2 separate regions of the Rattus norvegicus genome follow, and region 1 is linked to region 2. The links are chromatin contacts, called in public Hi-C maps. All regions are on one chromosome and are shown on one strand. The core of a region is the stretch at or near the end of the contact, and the rest is flanking DNA. Distances in the headings are between cores, read along the strand shown. Region 1 has its middle 120 kb from the start of Kcnh8. Region 2 holds the start of Satb1 (SATB homeobox 1).

Evidence for each region. A called contact is a pair of places that touch in the nucleus more often than the background predicts.
Region 1: a contact with region 2 is called in a Hi-C map of frontal cortex, with 2.9 times the contacts expected there. The contact joins the enhancer-like site here to the promoter of Satb1 in region 2. A contact is called at or near these places in 2 of 12 Hi-C or Micro-C datasets (Schwann cells and frontal cortex).

Annotation. Positions count from the first base shown.
Region 1 is chr9:5,621,444-5,627,227 of GRCr8, forward strand. No RefSeq gene overlaps it. Among named protein-coding and RNA genes, the nearest start is that of Kcnh8, 120 kb to the right of the region's middle. Within about 2 kb of position 2,483, at least 5 of the 93 cell types and tissues checked have an H3K27ac peak or open chromatin away from gene starts, as enhancers often do.
Region 2 is chr9:4,988,120-4,994,031 of GRCr8, forward strand. It overlaps Satb1 (SATB homeobox 1), which reads right to left and starts at 1,806. Exons shown (of 11, transcript NM_001012129.2): 1 at 1,577-1,806. LOC134480317 (a long non-coding RNA gene) reads left to right here and starts at 3,321. Exons shown (of 3, transcript XR_010054681.1): 1 at 3,321-3,426.

The DNA.
Region 1 (5,784 bases), core at 1,233-3,732, 630 kb after region 2:
GGTATTATTACTGGAATGAATGAGAAAGCCACATATGGACGAATGGGTGGGGCTGCAAGGGGTGAAACAGGAGAGACTAATGGTAGCTTTATTTCCTCTTACCCATGTCCCGTCTTTCAGATAACCAGTCATTGTAGGTGGAGGGAAAGGACTGGGAAGAAAACACAGCAGGCAGAAGATAAAGCAGTTTATCTATAGCATGCCCTTTCCACTCCTATTAATTGTAGCAAATTATAACACGCATCCCCTCCTGCGGGGGAATCTGTTACAAAGGGGTAGAAAGAGAGACTTATTCAACTGGGTGGGGGTTGGGGGGGAGACATCGGAAAGAGAAACACTTCAGGTTAATTGGAGCTAAGAATATAAAATACTCATCTTAAAGTGTGTGCTTCAGTTATGAGAAGGAAAGTGTCGAGATCAAAATGTTTTCTGTTCAGGATTCAACACAGCATGGGTGTTTTGAAACAAGCGGTAATCATTTCTCATGGAGAAATCAGAAGCAGCAGCTTCTGCTCAGGACAAGCACAAGGGAGACCAATTCTAGTCTCCCCGGGGACCCTGGAAGAGACACACAGGCCGCCAGCACAGGCAGTCAGCAGAGGAGTCCCTTGAAGCGAGCGGCTGCAGGAGTGACAGGGATTATGAAGCAGTGCAATTGCTTAATGCTTTATTCATACAGAAGAAATGACAAGGAATTCCCCTAAAATTCTAAACATTAGGAGGGTTAGTTTGAAAAAAAAAAATCAGCGTGGCTTCTATACAGTTCTTGAAGCAAACGAATCGGTCAACTCTGTCATCAGGAAATAAGAAAATGTAGGGAGCATTCCCTTGGCAAGCCAGGCTCCCTGATATTCTTTGAGAGAGCAGAAAATTAGAGCCTGATGCAGAAACAGCCTGTGCCCAGCTAGACAGAGCTCTGGTTTGCTTGCTATCACCCTGGCAGCATCCATGTGGCATCAAAATCTCTATTAGGACTCTGTTTAAATATTTCTTTACTAGAAATAATTTCTCTAAAGTAATAAGCAGTGCACCGAATAATACCAAGTTAAAAATTCTTAGAAAGGCAGGAAAATTAGTCACAATTTTCACATAGTTCTTCAAAATGAAAGCACATGAGAATAAAAAAGGGTCCTTCTCACTCTTTTTTTTTTGAAGACCATCTTTGTTTACTTCATTCCCAAGTATTAAGAGATTGTGTGATCCATTTGCATAGGATAACTAACATATACCACATCATTTGCACGTCTGCAAGTACACGTGAGTAACCGTAATTACACGTGACACCAATTACTCTATTACTTTGTATTAAATTATAATGGAAAATTCCACTAGAGAATTGAAGCCTAATTGCATCTTAATTTGCATAATTTTGCATATTAATTACATCTCCGATGAATAATAAATTTCAGCAGATTTTTAATTTATGCATAGACACAAAAACAAGTGGAGAAATAATTTAGAAAAAAAAATACCAGCAACTATTACTTAGGGCATTCAACTAATTTTGCTTAGTTTAGCAAAACAAAACTTGGTTTGTTTGATATGGCATCTTTAGGCTGATTGCTGTTTATTGCATAATATGTCTCAAAGCATAGGTACAGACATGACTTTTCTTAATAAAAAGGAAGGGGGGCTCAATTATAGCATTTTAAGTTTAGATATTTTATATTTTGATAAACCTGTCTTGGTGGATAACATGGGGTTTTTTTTTATGTTGGAAATATCTTTAATTGTAACTCCTTTTTAAAAACGGAAGATTAATTTCTGTTGTTGCTATTTTAAATGCAAGGGATTACAAAGAGTAGAACATAAAAATACTTTAGTGAAGGCGACCACTTATAAAATGTGTCAAATGCTTCCTTATTTTGAGTCTATGCTGAAGTAACTCAAAATTGTTTTTGTGATTTTACATGAGCAATTCAAAGCAAGAATTCCCATGCAGGTTGTCGTTTTGTTGGGAAATCACTGTGCAGAGGAATTGCTTTTAAAGCTAGCTGCTATTTTCGGATTATTTTCTTTGTTTATGACTATCCTAGTTTAAGCAGTAACATTTGCTCTTGACTGCTAGAGACCTCGATTTTAAATTTCTTCCCCTGTGCTTTGCATTTATTAAATAAATGGAGCAGTTTTCTATAATTATCTAATACATATAAAGCTATCTTAACATCAAAAGTCACAAAACATGACTTGGTATTTCTCAAATGATAGTATGTCGGTGAGAATTGAATTTGTCCACCTTTGCCTAAAGCCAAGCCTTCGTGTTTTACTGTTGAAGCAAATTCTAAAGAAGGGGGCCCTGCTTCCTTAAGTCTAATACTATGATCATTTGGCAAATTATACAAAAGGAGAAGATGACAACATCCCAATAAATCAGGAAACTGTCAAGATTAATAATCTTAGCCGTCATCTGCTTTCCTGTGAAAGCCCGACTGGCACCAAGCACGTTCCAGCCTATTCTCCCGTTCTTCTGGTTGGGAAACTGGACTCGTGCCAGCCTGGTGGCACACGACCTCCAGGCAGCCATCCTGTATGCCTTCTATCGCATTAGTCTGCATTTTTCAGTCAGTAGCGTTGGTTCACGGGGCTGCAAGCAAAAACTGCTTAGGACACACTCTCCCTTCTCCAGTTTCTACTCAGTGTTATCACAGATGGGAGACACTCTTGAGCTTCGAAGTCTGCATTTCTGTTTGTTTCTTTACATTCTGATATTGGCTGTTTGGTTTTAAAAGTTTTCCTCGTCTTAGGCAAAGTAGAGCCAATGGAAGAAATAAAATATAGGCCTGTCTTTCTATTGTCAGCACAAGGCCTTGACTCTCTGGTTTCTGTTACTGGATGACAGACCTTTGGTTACTCAGGTATTTAAAAGCTGATCGTTCAGCCGTCCAAAATAACTGTGTCCATGATCACATCTGTCTCTACTTTTTTGTTCAAGCCTTTTGATCAGGTTCTTACATTAAAGAGGGATTTGAGCTGGCTGAGTTCCTCGGGGAGGGGAGGGGGAAGAAAGGAAATTCTTCCAACATTTGAACAATGGTTCCCTCTTGTGGCCGCACTTCGGGACTGCTGTTGAGGAAATGGAGGGCTGTGAAGTCCCTCCTGCCGCTGACTTCTGTGCAGCCGGCTGTATTAACCCACTGGTCCCTTGTTTGGAAGCCCTTCCTTCAGGTTCCAGTCACTGGCCCTATTTTCAGCGTGGTGCAAACTTTGTAGATTGAGGAATCTGGGGGACCCAGATGCTCGGTGTTCATCATTGCTCTTATTAGAGAAAAGCTTCCATTGGAACAACGTAGTGTCCATATTTTAGGAAAAAAAAAATTGGAGTTGTTAATGAGTATTTGGGGCAAAGGCTGTCTGGTTTTCATTATAGGGTTCAGAAATGTATTTAGACTTCACAACTCAGAGCATTCATAACCTCCTGAGGAGGCATTTCTGGTGTAGAATTAAGTCTAGACTGCACTCATTCGCTCAGGCATTTCCCTCTCTGAGGGTAAAAGCTTACTTGCAGATGACCCTCCAATGCACCTTTCATTTATTCTCCCATAGACTTATTCAATCTGACTACTTGATGGGACAAACTCGGTCTAACGCAGCATCTGTCAACAGCCCACGCACTGGTCCTCTCAGTGTTGAACTATGCTCAGAGCGGTGACTGCCAAAAAATGCCCCTTTGAGTAGACCTTTCCCCCATTACGATCATATTCAACGGAGAAGTAAGCAGTTGCGACATAGGCAGGAATCTGCTTGTGCATGCTTGAGACTTTAAATATTGAGGAAAAATTGTAGTTGTCCATGTTAGATGAATGCAATAATTTTGCATGTGCGTGTTACAATTCTGGGTATAAAAACATCCTCTCTCAATGCTGTTCTAGGGATCCCACTTGAGGAATGGAAGCATTTGTATTTGTCAAGTCATTTCCAGGCTACAATTCGCAATTGCCTCACAGTCTGTTTGGAAGTTTTACATGGTAAATCATATTCAGGGTAGAAATGGATGCAATCTTGCCTGTCTTGGACAATATGGTCAGGTGCCAAGAATCAAGAATACAGAGCTTTAGTAATTATTATTTTTAATTGTATCTTTGAACATGTGATATGTGTGTATGTGCACACACACCTCTGCCAGAGTATGTATGTTAAAGTAGAGGACAGCTTTAAGAGTCAATTCTTCTCCCTCTACCAGTCTTAGTGGCAGACACATTTCCCACTGACCCATTTTGCAGACGTATGCGGGTGTAATTACTTATGCGTTACTTTTTTCTTTCGAGTCCAGAGGAAGCTTTCTTATGTTCCCATATTCACCTGCAATCTGAGTCTCGTCAGAGGCAGAGGACTGCTATGTGAGTAGAAAATAGGACTGCTTCAGTTTAAGTTAGAACAAACCCCAGCATGGAAAAGAATGGCTTTCTCTTCTTCAAGTAGTGAACTTCAAAAAGGCTAAGCCTTCCTGTCATTATTTTCAACAGCTCCCCTGCCTTTTTTTTTTCACTGCTTCTTGGGAGGAGTCCTCTGTGTGGTTCCCTTGTCAGGTAAAGTGTGCCTGGCCAGAGGCTCCCCAAAGAGTCCTTGCCCTATCTCCTTTGATTCCGTGCCCTTTCATTCTACCTGTTCATTCAATGGAACAATGCAGAATTGAATGTGTGGCAGTTTCCCCGCACCACATATGTATAGGCAGCTTGTGGACATTTTTAAAAATTAATTATCACCATCTGACTTTTGCAGGAAACCCATCCTCAAACTCAGTCTCTCACTCTCTTCGCTTTTCTCATGTCTTTGCCTCTACCTATGTTTCAGTCTCCCTCAGTCTCTGTCTCTCTCCCTGTCCCCCTCCTTGCCTTGTCATGAGATTAGCAATCTAATTCATTTGCACAAGAATAATAACAAACACAAATCCATCTGGCTCTTCATTTTCTTTCTCTTAAGAGATCCTCAAAAGCCCTTGGAAGTTAGCAAAAACAAATAAGGAAAGCGGGAAAAGTGTAATGTGGAGAAATGTAAATTTTAGATGTAATGATCCAATCAAAATTTAAGTGAAATATTCAGGTATTTTCTGGCTTTTTATTTTGTCAAATGGCACTTAGAAACAGTTCAAAAACTGATTTTTTTCCAATGATTTAATAAATGGTTTTTTTAACAACAGAAAAACAAAACCTCAGGAAGAAAACAAAAAAGAAATCTTTGTCTATTGCCTTCTGAGCTTTGGAAAATGGCAGGTTCACCTCCCGTGTGCCGTGCCGTGATGTGATTGGAGCAACTGAGCATATGTTTCTGAGCGGAAGTCCACTGGAGCTCACCGTGGCTTGTTTGTCCTTCAGGAGCTGGTCACAGTCACCTCTTCTCAGAGACTTCCGTGATTTCCCATACATGCACGAACAGCACTGTCATTAGCTCTCATTAGGCATTGTCTGATTCTCATCTGCTGTATTTTGAATTTGATTGCTTTTTATCATGTCTCTGTCTCCAGGTTGTCACTCCCATGGGGTCAAGAATTCTTAGAACTCGCTTTTAAGGAGCACTCCACAAATGTCAATTGACCAAACAAACCCAAATCTAACAGAAAGTAGTATGATTTAGACAGGAGTCAATGTTTTCCCCTACAGACCAATAATTTCTTATGGAAACAGAGAAAGGACTAAATGTATGAAGAGGTAGAGTTAAGCTGCTTTCACCAATCAGGCTGGAGATGAAGGCAGGACCAAGAGGAAGGCTGAACTCTTCCCACTTGTCCTATCTAGTTCAACCCCCCTAGAATGTGATGTAAGACCGTAATCTCAGGCTTATGTATGA
Region 2 (5,912 bases), core at 556-3,055:
TATTAGACTTCAATTTTGAATACTGCTCATAATAAAGCAATTGGTACAATATACTGAAGTTAGTTCTAAATTATAGTTTTAAATAGGGCTATGTTATAAACTTTCATTAGCCTTGAAGTATTGGTGGTATTTAGGAAAGCCAGAGAGAATATGACATCACTTTTTCCAGCTGGCTAGTATTTCGAAGTATCTTAGATACTTTTAAAAATAAATACTATGTACAAACTCTTTGGATCCGGATCAGTTGAGATCCAGTTTGTATTAGCGTGGCTTCTCTGTAAACGTTTTTCTCTTGTGAAGTCCACCCTACTTTGTCCTGTATGATCAAGAAATGGGCATGGGCATGTGACCTGGGGGCGGAAGGCAACCTTCAGAACGCCAATCCAAGAACTCCAGAGTCTGAGGAATAGCAGTAGTTATCTATCTTTGTACTTGAGGGTGGCGAGCTAAGAACTGAAGGTTTACCCTTGGTCAAGGTCCCATCTGGTTTTGGTTTTGAGGTTCATTAACAGTAAATTCATGTTTTCTAAACTACTTTTATCAAGATCACTCTTCCCCATTATATTAGACTGTAGTCTAAAGCCAAAATCAGAGCGATGATTATTAACTTATTCGAAACACTTTGCTTCATGCGAATCACAATGCAAAGCCAATTTTTCCAACCCTAGAGCAGAAGACAAATTTTAAAGCATAGGAATTGAACAGAAAAAAAAAATTAACCCTTGGGGCAACTTATGAGAAAAAAGGGGGTTGGGGAATTCATAAGAGCATCAAAGTTAATACTACAGAACATATTAGGTAATCATGAGGCTCGGCAGCACTGTGAGCTGCAAACGAAAGAGATGGACTTCAGTTTGATGCATTGACCGTCGAAACATCATATAGGTCTGGAGAAACTGTTTTTTGAATACACACCCAGAGCATCTACTAAGTCAGTCTCTAAAAGGTTTGCATTATAAAGCAAAATTACATGCACATAAAACACTCAATTTAATGCTCCTTTAAACTCTATGCCAAGGCAAAAGTTCACCAAACCTCAGGATAGGGCTGATTCCAGCCATTGCCAACAAGCCTCCCTGGACAACAGCTGGGGCTAACTGTGGTCTCAACCAAAGCCCAGCTCGAGAGTCTGAGCTACATAGTTTACCCATTTTAGAGCAGTGTGTGGATGGCACCCAGAAAACAGGCTACTTTCCCCAAGCCCCATTTCCCTGTCCATAAAATAAGACCAGAGGATCCTTTCTGGAACTAGCTGGTAAACTCCATCTCAGGGATTATTTCCTTTAAAAAGCAGGAAATAAAAGCGCGAAATTCTGATTTTAACCAAGTATTTTCTTTTTCTTTTTTCATCTTGAGATCCCTTCCATGAGTTCCTCTTAGGGTCCTTTCCTTGCCCGACAGAACCCCAGAAGCACATTTGAAGAGACTGTGCCCTTATCCATTCCATATGGCCGGCACGATCCAGGCCAAGCTTTCACTGTGACCTTTTAAAGAGACAAAGAAACAAACTACTATCTAGCAACAGCAAAGCTGCAGTTTTACTGAGTGAAATTAGCAAAACCGACCTGAAACTCACCACTTCAAAACTTGACAGCATATAAATAACAAAACAAAGGAGATTTCCTTTGCAGCCGGGGTTCCTGAAGTGAAGTTCAAGACTGGTGTTTTCTATGTCCTTTTTATTATTATTATTATTGTTTAAAAAAAAAAAAAAAAAGGCAGCAGACCTGAAGGCGACTTCCCCTGAAATTGTATTATTTTCTCTTCCCTTACCCCGCGCCCCGCTAGGCGGGGGAAGGGCAAAAATAAACGTCTAGAAGAGTAGATATGGGAGGAGGGGGTAAAAAAAAAAAGTCACAATTCGACAAACAGCATAGCTAGCTAGTAAAATGTCTAACCTCGGAGAACGGGGTTTGGGAGGGGAGGAGGGGAGAGTGGGAAGTAGGGAGGAGGGAGAAGGTAAAATTGATCTGACAAGTGATTCGTTGGGGTGGGGGGTGGGGGGAGTCGTAAAAACAAAGCGGAACCCGTTAGGAGCTGTACACTGGTGGTACTGGGGAGGTGGTGAGAGGAATCTCTTTAAAAGAAGGAAAAAAATCACTGCGGACAAGGACCTCAGAAAGGGTGGGGAGAGGAATTTAAAAAAAAAAAAAAAAAAAAAAAAAAGGTACCCTCACCCCCTCCTCCCGCTGAGCTCCTGGGAGAGCGCGTAAAGTCGGCTTGGTGTCACCCTCGCCAGACTAGTCCGAGACCCGGGAGCCTCAGGGAAAGGCCACCTCGCTTTCTTCCCAGCCGCCCCCTCCCCCTCCCCAACAATCGCGACTGCGATTAACAAACCTTAAACTTTTTCCCCACCGCCTCGCACCCCCACTGAGGGTATCTAGCAGGGGCCTGAGAGGGTGAGGGGTAGAGGGTCGTGCCAAGAGCCCCGGGAAGGCACTAGGAGGCCACTTGGGAGGCCGGCGTCACCGACAACAACCCCGGGGACCCTCTCCCTGCCCATGGACGCGGGGACCCGGAGCGCCCGGGAGCATCGACGGGGAGGGAGGAGCAGGGGGGAGGGGGAGATCCGAGGGCAACCCCGCCGCCGCCTCCTCGGCGGCCACTCGCTCCCCGCCCCCTCCCCCCCCAAAAGTCGCCAAGCTCTCACTCAGCCCGAGTCGGAGGTAAACAAGGAGGTCGACAATGGCAGTGGGACTTGGGGGCGCAGCCGCCGCCCGGAGGCCCCCCAAAACTGATGCAGAGTTGCGCGGAGGGCGGCGGGTGCCCGGCTGCAGGCGGGGTCCCCACGCGGGCGGCGAGGCCGGAGTCGCCGGCGGCCCGGGAGAGGCGCGCGGGGGTCTGCGCGCTCGTGTGAGCGCAGCTCCCCGGACGGCTGCCCGTCGCTCGCTCGTTCGCTCGTGTCCCCTCGCGGCCGCTCTGCCCCCATTAAACCAGGAGTTGACTCATCCCGGCCGCGGTGGCCGCTGCCGTGCCGCGCTGGGCTCCGCGCGTCCTCCCGGGCTGCAGCCCTCGCCGCCGCCGCTGCTGCCGCCGCCGCCGCTGTGGCTGCCGCTTCTTCCTCCTCCTCATTTTAATGCGAGGCACCGGCTGGCAGCGCAGCCTCCTCCCGGCCGCCCGCAGCCTGCTACCCCGGCGGGGCCGCCGCGTCCCGGGCGCGGGAGGGGGAGCGCGGGCGGCGGGGGCAGGGTGCGGGAGGGCCGGGAGGGACCGGGCTCAAAACCCGGGCTGGAGGGCCGGGATCGGGGGAGGGGCGGGGGCGGCGGCGGCGGCGGCGGCCCGGGAAGAGCTGAGTGGGGCGCGCGCTGGCGGCCGGGCGCGCGAGCATCCGTAATGAGCCGCGAGCGAGAGGCGGGCGGCCGGCCGAGTGTACACAATGCCCGGCGGCCGGGGGCGCCGGGAGGACGCGGGGGGCGCCCCGGGCAGGTGCGTGCGGGCAGCGCGAAGGAGGGGTGACTAGAGGACCCTGAGCCGCCCCGGGGGGACGGGGGCGGGGGCGTGCAGGTGTCACTTGAGGTGGGCAAGCAGCTAGTCGTGCTGGCGAGAAGAGCCCCGCGGAGTGCCTGGGTAGGAGGGCAAGAGAGGCAAGAAGCCGGGTGACGCTCGCCCTAGTACTTATTCTCAAAGGAATGTGGTCTCTTAACTGCCAAGAGTGACATGCAGTAACAACTGAGTAAGGGCTTTCCGAACAAGTCAGAGCCATAGATACTTTGGACTTCTGAAACGCGGCCCGTAGTGCTGGAGTTAAACTAAATTTGGGTCACTGGAAACACACACCTGACTTGCCATTACAAAGGAAAAGATGTCATCACTCTTAAAATACTTCCCATCGGGCGAATATAGGAAAGTTTGGGTTAGTGAATTCATCTGTTGTAGCAATAAATACTTTTGTCATCGACAAAAGATCCCCAGTTACATTACTGGCCATTATTACACAGTACGACCTTTAGGTAATTTACTAAATACAGTCCACATAAAAATGAACACCGTGACATCCACCTAAAATTTAAAAAAAAAATGCATCTTTTAATCACTAAGGTTTGTGCCACCGGAGGAGCCAAGTGTTATATTTTGAAGAACTGTTTTGAAGAATGCAATAGATTAGGGGAGAGATGTGTAGAACTGAAAAACACTGTGATACACTTTTTTTTTTAAAGCAACAAGTTAGGACAACCGCAGAGATAAGGACGAAGATATGCAAATGAAGCTCTTTAAAGCGACCAATACACTCTCAGGCACAGTGTTTACAACTAGAAGTCTAAAAAAAGCAGAAGGTAAAGTAGGGGAAATTACTGCCCCTTGGGGTGGGGTAGAGGGTGCAAGTTTAGGAGGAGCACAAAGAAAATAGATTGCTCCAAGAGCACCCAGGTTCGACCACAAACCGGAAAGGTTAGTCAAAATTGAGGAAGGCAACCGTGAATCTTGGCACCAAACCCTTGAGAAAAAAAAGAAAGAAAAAAAGGACATGTGATAGCAAGGCAGAAACATACCATCCAAAACAAGGGAAGTTTAAACCACCTTCACCACAAAGGCTAAAAGGACATTTTTTAAAGCTGAAATGTGTGGGAAATATGGAGGCTATTTACAGTATAGTAATCAATAAGGAAAATACAAATACAGCCAAATATAGCACCTGTGTGGGAGTCTGTATTGTGACTGGAGGCTAAGCTTATTTTGAAAGATATTTGATATTTAAAAGAACACACGTGATTATCTTGATAAGAACAATGATGTTTTTTCAATAGGATACATTAAACTTTCAGTCTCCACTGTGGATATCTGAATAGTCCTTCAAATTGGTAATGCCTGACATGTTTCCCTGAAACCTGACCTTTCTTAGTAGGAACAGTGTGTTCTAGTGTCATGCTGGATGAATTAACAAACAATAATAAAAAGAGAAAAATTATACAGGCCTACAAAGGCAGCAGTATGTCACTTGCTAATGCAAGTCAACTTCAATTGAATTCTTAGAAAAAAGAAGGAAGGAAGGAAGGAGCAGACTGTTGGTCAAAACAAATTCTGAGCTGAAAGACAAGAATACTAAAAACACAAAAAGGTTTCTGAGATGGGCTACAAGGGGATGAAAATACTATGTTTCTCCAATAATTTTACACAAGTAAATGTGACAAAATGCCTCCTGATTTCCTCAGCCTCCCGGGGACCTGATCCATGCTGACATAACCTGGGAAATTTTAGTCTTGACAGCACCTTTTACCCAGGAACCACAACCTATTTATTTATAAACAAATGCCATTGAAGTATGGAGTAAGGACTAACGTGGCCTGGGGAACTGACGGAATGAAGGAGCAAAATGCCATGTAATAGTAACTGTTATAAAGAGTAACAGTATAGGAAAACCACCAACCTATTAGTCATGCACATATGTCACTCCTAAAGCTATCAGTTCTTAAAGAATAAAGTATATGTCCTGAAAACTGTCCGGGGGAGAAAGGCCCTCAGGCTAAGACCTCATGATGCACCATAGTGAAGGGCTGTCTTACTATACATGCTCATGAGAGTATGCGATGTGTGTAACCATCCTCATTAGTAAACGCGCTCTAGGTACTAAGTCCTCATCGGTAAAATCCCATCAAAATAATAAGAGAAAAAGAAAGGAAATTATATTGGCTTCCGAGACCTACGTGATCATAAGCGGTCAGGATAGAGACAAAAATGCTACCAGGTTCTACAGGGACATCTTATCTTTAGCCATAAAGATACAAGCGACTGTTGAAGAAAAGTTAAAACAAATTAGGATTTATAAATCTTGCTATCGAACTGGAGAACTTCAGCAGCAGCCTAAGTCCTGCAGCCCCAGTGCGTGAACTATTCAGCGCATGGGTACCGTCAGAACAGCACCTCAGTCCTCTCTTGCATGGAAAAGGGCATCTGAACTGTATGGAAAGGCCCAT